Regions from separate parts of the Muntiacus reevesi genome. Here region 2 is linked to region 1. Evidence: chromatin contacts called from public Hi-C data. All regions are on one chromosome and are shown on one strand. Each heading gives the region's core, a stretch centred on a gene start, on an enhancer-like site or on the middle of the called end of the contact. The rest is flanking DNA. Distances are from core to core; before and after follow the strand shown.

Region 1 (5,240 bases), core at 917-3,416:
CTGCCAGGTGTTTCTCACCCCCATCCATGCTAGAAGGACATACTCTAACAGTCCCCATTGGATCCACCAGGCACAGCCAGGGAGCCTGGAAGCAGGAGGGGATCCAGAAAGGTCAGCTGAGACAGAAGACAGATCATGGTGGTGGAGTGGGCACAGAAATGCCTAGACCTGGAGTCTCTCCCTAAAAATTGGTTTTTCACAGCCCAGATGCTGTGTCTAGCACTGAGAAGCAATAGTAACAGCACATTTCTGCTACTCACGACACAGTAATGGTAATTTGTTATGAAATCATTAAGCCTAAGTATATGATCTGGAGCCTTGAACAAAACAGGTGGCTCTGTTTGGGGATGGAAGGAGGGAAACCAAGAAGACAGAAGGAAAGGAGAGGGCATGCTCAAGGGAGTGAGGTGTGGGAGGGGGTACTGGTGGGCTGGCATGGTTGTGGGAAAACACATGAGACCCCAGGCTTGTGTCTGAGCCCGTGTTATGACTTGCAGTGGTGGGGGTGGGGGTGCAGGGCGGTGTTACCATGTCATCAATAATAATAACACTTCTCAAGATATTGTCTATAGTTGTGATTATTGAGGTTTCAGGGGTTGTGGCTTACAAGTAACACTTAACTCTCAATCATTAGGGCTGATAGGGGATTGGAGAGGTGAGAACTGGCATAGGAAGGGTACTCTGGGCTCTTTTGATGGGAGCTCTGCCCCTTCCTGACCTGGCTACTTGCTGCTCACCATTCAGAACTGCTTTAAAACTTCACTGTGTGTGCATGTTTATGGACCAGTGAGTGCACACCTATGTATATGTGTGCACCTGCATATGTGTATCTGTGTGTGTGTATGTGTGCATGGCTCTCCTACTCTTCCCCCTTCCTACCAGGAAAGCAGCTAGACAGAGGCCAGGGGGAACCAAGAGCCAGGTAGGAAGACATCGCCTTCCTAAAACCCCAGGTATGCCTGGGGAATCCCAGGCCCCCTCTTCACTCATCTCTAAGTCAGTTGCAGTTAGAAATGGAAATGAATTCAGCAGGGTCCCATTTTTTTGGAACTCCCTTTGCACACAGTGGGAGCTTAATAAATACTTGATGATGGTACTGAACCTGGGAAGCCAGCAGCTGTTCCCAGCTCTGACTCTCAGAGCTCCATGGAACAGATCAGATGGGGAGCAACCACGGGGGTTTTCAGTCTTCCTGCCAGACCTCCCGTGACTCCAAGTCTAGCTGCAGCCATAGTCCATTTCACACATCCTACTTTGGGGAGGACAGTTCTTCCTCCACAATTTCTATCTGGCTCTTTCCCACTCGTCATTTGAGGCACATTTATGGAGCCACCACTTTGCACTGAGTATCATAGTGGAAAGGCATCCTGGGAGATGGTATAGGGGCTGTGGGTTCAGACTGACCTGGGTTCAGATTCTATTACCCTTAATTACAAATGGGGTAACATCTGGCAAGTTACTTATCTGTGCTCGAGTGGTTTTTTAAAAAAACAGTTTTCATCTGTAGAAGGAGAATAATGACATAATTTTCATAGGGTTATTGTGAGGCTTAGAAATAACAGATGCTCCTGCACACATATTGCAGGCAGTTCAGTATTTACCTGGGGTCAGAAGGATGTGACCTTTGCTTCTGTGACCTTGAAGTTGTTACTCAATATCTCTGAGCATCAGTTTGTGAAATGGAAACACGATGCCCGCCTCCTTGGGTATTTGGAGTCTGTAGCTGGATAATAGGTGTGAAATAAGCTATCGTAGACCCTGACCATTAATAACTCTTCCTGTTTCTTGCCGCCGCATCAGGGTGCACAGTTTCCCTCCGGACGAGAACCTCCGCTCCTCTTCGCCACCGCCCCGCGTGCGCATACATTCCGTATCGCCGTGGGCTGACGGGTTTCTGCCATACCTGTCAGAGGAAAAGAGGGCAGCTGCTCAGCTCCCGGGTGGGGAGCGGAAACTACAGTTCCCAGCCCTCGCTGCGCCGCCGCCGGGGCTGGGAGCGGAGCGCGGCAGGCCCCTCCTCCGGGGAGGAGCCTATGCGGGGGGCGGAGTTAGGAGGTGGTTGGAGACTTAAGCCAAGCCAATGAGACCAGCTGCTAATAAGTGGGCTTGGCTTACCCTATAACAGTGGCAGGAGGAGGAGAGCAAAGCTATTGAGCCAGCGAGGAGTGAAGCTGAGCCTGGCCTCACACGCTCCTAGAGGACCACCTCTTGAGACAGAGTTCTTTTCCTCCCTTCTTCTTCTTTCTCCAAGCTCCCCTCCTGCCCTCCCTCCCTGCCCAGTACCATGCATTCTTGAGTGGCAGCGTCTGGACTCCAGGCAGCCCCAGAGAACCGGAGCAAGCCAAAAAGAGAGGACTGGAGCCAAGACACTCTGGTCGGGGAGCTTGGATGCCTGGCTTTCTTTGAGGACATCTTTGGAACGAGGGTGGCTTTGGGGTGGGGGGTTGTGCTGCAGGCAATACAGCCCGGCCCCAAGATGGACACTTCTGGGCACTTCCATGACTCCGGGGTGGGGGACCTGGATGAAGACCCCAAGTGCCCCTGTCCATCCTCCGGGGATGAGCAGCAGCAGCAGCAGCAGCAGCCGCCGCCACCGCCGCCAGCACCACCAGCAGCCCCCCAGCAGCCCCCAGGACCCCCGTTGCAGCCTCAGCCTCCGCAGCTTCAGCAGCAGCAGCAGCAGCAGCCACCGCATCCCCTATCTCAGCTCACCCAACTCCAGAGCCAGCCTGTCCATCCCGGCCTGCTACACTCCTCTCCCACTGCTTTCAGGGGCCCCCCTTCATCCAACTCCACCGCCATCCTCCACCCTTCCTCCAGGCAAGGCAGCCAGCTCAATCTCAATGACCACTTGCTTGGCCACTCTCCAAGTTCCACAGCCACAAGTGGGCCTGGTGGAGGCGGCAGGCACCGGCAGGCCAGCCCCCTGGTGCACCGGCGGGACAGCAACCCCTTCACGGAGATCGCCATGAGTTCCTGCAAGTACAGCGGGGGGGTCATGAAGCCCCTTAGCCGCCTCAGCGCCTCCCGGAGGAACCTCATTGAGGCTGAGCCCGAGGGCCAACCCCTCCAGCTCTTCAGCCCCAGCAACCCCCCGGAGATCATCATCTCCTCCCGGGAGGACAACCATGCCCACCAGACCTTGCTCCATCACCCCAATGCCACCCACAACCACCAGCATGCCGGTACCACCGCCAGCAGCGCCACCTTCCCCAAAGCCAACAAGCGGAAAAACCAAAACATTGGCTATAAGCTGGGACACAGGAGGGCCCTGTTTGAAAAGAGGAAGCGACTGAGTGACTATGCTCTGATTTTTGGGATGTTTGGAATTGTTGTTATGGTGATAGAGACCGAGCTCTCTTGGGGTTTGTACTCAAAGGTAGGGGCTGCAGTTTCTCTTTATACCTTTGAACAAAAGGAATATGTAGGTAGCAAAAGAGAGAGAGAGAGTGGGGGAGAGAGAGAGAGAGATTGGGGGAGTGAGAGATGGTGGTGGTGGGGAGAGGCGTTTGCTCAATTTTATCGAACACTTAACTTCCCATGGTTTTCCTGCTTAATCCGGGGAGAATTCATTCCTTGCTTCCCTTGGAGGGGGGACATCCCCACACACTGTCTAATTTGCGGACTCTGTGTTAGGGAGGATTAAAGAATCCCTTCTGAGAAATCATCTTTCCTCCTGGCTCACTCGTACTAAAGCATAACCCAGCAGCTTAACGCACCAATTAATTCCACTCTGCCTTGATGTGCCTGCCAGTTCCTGTGACTTCCCTCCTCTCCTCCCCTCCCTGCTCCACTCCATTTTCCCGAGGATAAAAAAGAAATAAATGTCTGGGTGGGGGGTGGGGATTCCATGCCAGTCCTTTCCCCGTCTTCTCCCTCTCTTCCCAAGTTTCCATTTCCCTCCTCCTCCCTGAGAGACTTGGGGCAAAATAGAAAAGCACCGGTGATTTGGCGTCTCCTGGGGTGAGGAGGGGCATGGGGTGAAAATACAGGCGGAGGAAATCAGCGGTCCTTTCCCTCAGGAAAGAGGACTCAGAATAAACCTGCTGCTGCCTCGTAAACACCCCCTGATAAAAATGGCTACAGGTGTTACCCGGGCAGAGCAGATGGGCGCCGCCTTGGCATCAGCGGCGGTGGCGGGGGGCGGAGTGCCTCTCCTTGGGATGGAATGACAGGGTTTCCCGGGCGTCCCCGAGAGCCCGCGCCCCCGGCTCAGCCCCAGTTCTCCCCTCCCACCCCAACTCCTTCTTCTCGGGGATAAATAAGGATGAGTGTGTGCGCGAGTGTGTGAGTGCGCGCCCCGATGGAGAACGGCGGCGGCGGCGGCGGCACCGGCTTTAGCGGGGGAGCTGGCCCCGCTGCTCCAGCCTCCGTCCAGTCCCCAGGCGGAGGAGGGGGCTTCTCTCCCCTAGCGGGCTTGGAAATCGCGTCCTCCAAGGGAGTGGGGCTTGAGGAAGGTGGATTTCTGTCAAAGCTCTGCTTGCTGGGAGCCCTCCTGCTGCGAGCTTGAAGGCTTGGAGACCTGGGGAGTCATTGGGCAAGTGGATTTTTTTCCCACTCTACCCTTCACCCGCAGTTTACTTTGTGTGTGTGTGTGTGCGCGCGCGCGCTTGTTGCTTGGATTTCTCTACTTATTTGTCATTTTGGGCAGGGGGTGGCTAGGCTGGCCAGCGGGTAGCTGGGAGGGGCTCAGCTGTTGGGGTTTTCAAATAGAGCTTGTTTCAGGCTGGGCACAGCTGCTGCGAGACTGTCACATTCCTTGTTGAAATCCAGCCACAAAAACCTGGGAGGTGCTGATCGGATTTCCCCCATTCCCAGCCTCTCGCTCTCTGAGCTGGGGATGGCTAGATCTGCCTGCTCTAGAAAGGGGTGGGGCAGACCTGTCAGATGGCCTGAAGAGCCAGAATGAAGACTTCCAGGGGGAAGGTCCTGGCTGCTCAGAGGGCATTGCCCCAGCTCTGGGCAGCTCCCGGAAGTCGCCTTCGTCTCTGGAGGTCTAGGATTTGAGCCCCTCAGTGAGCTGGAGCGAGCGGGGTTTCCCCTGGAATCGCAGCTCACTTAGTCATTCCCTGTAATGAGCCTCTGAGTCTGCAGGTCTTTCTGCTTGCTGCCTTCTCCCGCTGGGAGCTCCAGGAGAGGGGGCCACTGGCTTCGGCAGGCCCGGCAGCCACCCTAGGCACAACCCCGGCCCCCTCCAGGCTCCCCCTGGGGACCAGGAGCCCTTGCTGGGGGAAACTGAT
Region 2 (4,867 bases), core at 995-3,494, 280 kb after region 1:
CTCCAGGGTCACCTACTTGTTGTATAGGACCACATCTGGTAGCCAGATGTGTTTGGAAGGGAGCCGAACTTTCTTCATGTTGTCAAATTCCTCAGGCTTCCAGGTGAGGCGATAATCCTCCCACTCCTGGGAAAGGGAAAGAGGGAGGCAGCACCGACCTCTGCCCTGGGAGGGGCTCAAGGTCAAGGACAGGGACAAGAGGAGGCCTATTTGGCTTGAGGAAGTTTTTTTTTTTTTTTTTAGGAAGTTTTTAAAAGTCATTGCCTTGCCACCATGACTTCTCAGCCCAGCAAAAGTGGCTTTTCATTTAATTTGCATAGCCAAGCCAAGATATTAGAATCTACATTTTGTGAATGAGAAAATGAATCTTGCAGTGTTTAACATATTCAAAGTTAACAGAGCTGGTGAGTGGAAGAACCAAGACTCATATCCAGTTATTTAAGATCCCAAGGTCTATACCTTTCTGCCTCTCTTGAGGAGATTCAAAGAGGGAAAAGCACATGCAAAAAAAAAAAAAGAAAAGAAAGAAAAAATGGAGGAAAGAGAAGCCCAGAGGTGTGGGCAGGAAGAGCTCTAACCTGAGTCAGCCAGACATTGGTGGTCATGATCTGCTCCCGCTCATGCTGCAACGAAGAGAAGCTGCTGAGAAGTGCCCCCTGCCACCGACCCTCAAGTCTGTGGGCCCCCTACACCACCCAGGCTCCTTCCCCCACCTGCCCAAGCCTTGGGGACTCCAGAAGAATTAGTGCAAACATACTCTGGCTATGCCAATTTCAGTAGCTGGGCATACAGTTTGAGACCCCCACTCACCACACTGATGAGCTGGGCCAGTGATACCATGAGCTGTACTGTCACCAGCTCAGAGCCATTGGTAGCTGGGCGGATAAGTTTGTTGTAGCGGGAAGGATCCAGGAGATGCTCTACCAGCCGTTCTTCTGTGTCTGTACCCCAGACTCCTGGGCAGGGGAGTGGGGTTGGGGGCAAGAGGTAAGTACACAGCAAGGAGGGCCCACCCAGGATCCCACTCTCCCTAGGCAAGTGGGACAACCTAGGCCCAAATAGGAAGCTGTAGTTTCCCATAGCTCATCCCTAAGAAGACAGCAAAATTCTTAGGTTGCCCCCATGGACGCCCCTCATAGAGAAGTCCCTCTCTGAGATCACTGACCAAGAAGCCCAGACAGTCCCCCCACAGTCTCCCACTAAAAACCTATTCTTCAAGGATCAGTGGAGACCCTGCTCTTCCTGCAAGATCTCAGAGGATCATTTCAAAAGATTTGAAGTTTCTGTTTCCATGGTTTCTTCTAGAAGATATCTACAATTCAAGGAAGATTTTAGAGAGTAGTGAAAGGAGAACAGTTATATGTGTCCCACCACACAGCCTTTCTTCTCAGTCAGCACCCATCTCTGTGTACCAATAATGTTATGCGCCTCTACATGTGACTGGCTGTGACCCCCTCCCAAAAAGGTATTGGGTTGGAGTAGAATAATTGGGCTACCTGAGCTGTGTGGGACAGGGCATACATTTCACCTCAAGTTCCACACATACAGGAGCTCACCTCTCATGAGACTGCAGGCAAATATGGAAAGCTCACTTGGTTGTATATTCCTTTTGTACCTGCCCCACCACACACTATCTCCTGCAACCCTGCACAAACGCACCCGCACGTCCTCAGAGACCCCTCCCTGGCCCTTAGCCTGGCAGAGCTTCTTCCCTTCCTGTCTCCTGTCCACCCTCCAAGAGAGTTGAGAAGTTGCTTGTTTCCGTTTCCTGCCTTGCCCCCGTGGAGTGAGCAAAATCGGGAGCCCAACATGAGGGACAGGAAATGATGGCGAGCCAAGTGAGGGTGCCGAACCAGGTAGATTGTCTTGAGCTACTGGTTTACTGGAAGTTAAATAGCAATTCAGCTGCAATCAGAGTCTCCCCTTCCTGCCACCCCAGAAATCCTGGGGAGATCCCCTCCTTCCTTCCTCTCTGTACCCACACATTCCCCGCCACCACTGCCCAGGTTGCCTTCTCTTCTCCGCATCACTTCGAGCAAGTCCTTCTCCCAGTTCAGCCTCCCAGGTACTCCCAGCTTTCCTGGGGTCTCTCCCCTAACTCCCAAGAGACTTCCCGCCTTAGGGATCCCTCCCTTACAAATTCGAGCCTGAGTGAGACAGAGCGTGGCGACTTGTCCTTACCTGAGGACAGTCCGAGGAGGCCAAAGCTGAGGAGCAGCGCCATGGGACCTGAGAGCCAGGCCATGCCTCTGGCATAGCTCGCCGGCTCGCCTAAACGTGCCAGAGCGCGCCGCAGGCTGGAAGGCCGCGGGCGGGGCGCTGTCCGTGGTGCTGAAGCCGCTCCCGCGCCGCCCGCGCCTGGCGGGAGAGGAGCCCAGGGTGTGCGCACAGCCTTTGGTGCTGCCGTGATAATCTCCACGGCGGTTCCCCCGGCTCCAAGAGCGAGAAGGAACCCGCTTCTCGCTTATCCCGGTCTGAGCAGGCGGAGGCTTTTCCGGCTGCTCTTCCAGGGAATACAATTGGGACGGTGAGGGGGAGGAGTCTCCGCCCCGGAGGCGGAAGCGCCAGAGCTCAGAATAAAAGGGGTCCCTGGGTGGGGTATTCTCCTGCTGGTCCTGCTTAGTTAGAGTGTGCGTGAGGAGGAAGAAGGGGGGCTCACCAGACGGTGGAGGAGTTCTGAAACCCCAGAGTTGAGGCAGGACCTGGAAGGGTCTGAAAAGGCTCAGGAAGAAAGAGCAAGGAAGACAAACAGGTCAGGACCGGGTAAGCACCCGGGACCAAAGGCCAGAATGAGGGGAGTGGGAGTCAAAAAGAGTTTCTCACCTTCCTTTTTTTCTCTTACCAAACCCAAATGCTCCTGCTTCCCGGGAAGGCTGAGGATGCAGCCAAGACAATGCACTTAGGCCCTTAGAGAATGAGATGGAGGACTGTAGGTTTGCTATTTTAAGAAAGCAAACAATTTGGAGTCTAGAAACAGGATCCCCTCATCTGTTCCCTTCCATACCTCCACAGAAGGCATCCAGGGGATCTAAGGTGGGGACATGTGGACATCTGAAAAGAAGGTGACCTTCAAGAGTGGAAGGGTAAGTGGCCCTTATCAATTAGCCTTTCTCACCCACATTCTGTTCCTCTCCAGTCTTTGACTTCTGTGTGACAAGGGGGAATCAGAGGATGATTTCATAGAAACCAGCCCAAGAATGAAGCTAACACAAAGGAAAGCAAAGATGAGACAGAGAGAGGTGTCAAAACTCAATGACATCTTTGATCTTAAAAGCCCCGAACTTTTAACTTCTGAGCCAATAAAGGTTTCCCTTTTTTCTTAGGTGGATTTTTTTCAGTTTCAACCAAAAGATTCCTGACTAAAGCAGCCTTATCATACATCAAGGCACTGTCTTGTTCCAGCTCTGCCGACTCCTTCAACCTCCTCTGGGCCAGTACCTGCAGCCCCACACTCCTCATGGTAATGTCTTTATTTATTTTTGAAATAAACCTTTTTTCTTTCTTTCCTTCTTTTATTTTTAAATTTATTTGGCTGCACTGGGTCTCCATTGCTGCATGTGGGATCTTAGCTGTGACATGCGGGATCTAGTTCCCTGACCAGGGATGGAACCCAGGCCCCCTGCATTGGGAGCACTAAATCTTAACTACTGGACCCATCCTGCATGCTTCAGGGCCTTTTAAACATTCAGTTCTGTTGATTCTGTTTTCACCCATTTCCTGTCAGCCACTGTCTACTTTGAACACCTGACAGAAACATCAGTTCCTTAAGGAAGCTATGCCTGACCAAAGATTAGGTCAGGTGCCCTGAGACATGTTTCCTGAGGATGATAAATAAGTAAATAAATCAATATAAGGTGGTAGCTATCTCTCCTCCTAGATTTTGAATCAGCACAGTGCCTGGCATATTTTGAGGGTTCAACAAATAAGCCAAAGGGCTGGTACAGGACTGAAATCTTTTAACATGTAGAGAAAAATTCCTCTCTAAAAGCTCAGCCAAAAGCAATTTATATACATGTACTTAGTTGCTGGAATTGAGAAGGAAAAGCAAAACAAGTATCAGCAAAGGGCTAGAGAGGATGTGGGATGACTACAGTCTCCATAAGGTACATGGAAAGAAAGTGAAAGTGTTAGTCGCTCAGTTGTGTCCGACTGTCTGCGACCCCATGGTCTGTCCATGGAATTCTCCAGGTAAGAATACTGGAGTGGGTTGTCATTCCCTTCTCCAGGTGATCTTCCCGACTTGGGGATAGAATTCAGGTTTCTTCCATTGCAGGCAGATTCTTTACCATCTGAGCTACCAGGGAAGCCCAAAGCATGTGGAAGTGGCCATAAATCTGCACCACAAGCTCCAGGGCATATACATGTGCAAACATGTTATCATCTCTTAAGAATTCAAGAAATCTTAGAACCAAGGAAAGAAGTGGAGAATAAAAGCCTTACGAAAAAGGGAAGGAATGTGTGTAGTCAGTCCACTTGGGAAAAGGGTCAAGGGTGGGAAGAAGACTTTCCTCCCTGCCCTCTCTGCCTTCAACAATTCAGATCAATTGTTGGGTATCTACTGTTTAGTTATCAAAGATGCAGTGATCAAAAAGACTTAGTCCCAGCTACTAAGGAGATCACAGTTTGGTGGCAAAGACTTGTGACACCATGTGGTGGCTGATCTAAAAGAGTGTAAACAAGGTGCTTTGGAAGTATGGATGAGAGAGAGGTTCATAGTGCCTTGAGCCTGGAAGGGGTAGAGATGAAAATTGAGATTTGAAAGATGAGAAAGCCAATAAGACAAAAGTGGCTAAAAGGCATTTCAAATTCCTAAAAGAGAGACACGGAGCTTTACATGTAGATAGTGCTCAGTATTTTCCTCTTTCAG

What was found. A called contact is a pair of places that touch in the nucleus more often than the background predicts.
Region 2: a Hi-C map of blood shows a contact between it and region 1, with 4 times the contacts expected there. The contact joins the promoter of CHRNB2 here to the promoter of KCNN3 in region 1. A contact is called at or near these places in 2 of 3 Hi-C or Micro-C datasets (blood and muscle).

What each region holds. Positions count from the first base shown.
Region 1 is chr1:78,532,466-78,537,705 of mMunRee1.1, forward strand. KCNN3 (potassium calcium-activated channel subfamily N member 3) reads left to right here and starts at 2,167. Exons shown (of 9, transcript XM_065903309.1): 1 at 2,167-3,379. The coding sequence starts at 2,477.
Region 2 is chr1:78,814,375-78,819,241 of mMunRee1.1, forward strand. CHRNB2 (cholinergic receptor nicotinic beta 2 subunit) reads right to left here and starts at 2,245. Exons shown (of 6, transcript XM_065926258.1): 1 at 2,182-2,245; 2 at 811-956; 3 at 579-623; 4 at 17-126. The coding sequence starts at 2,245.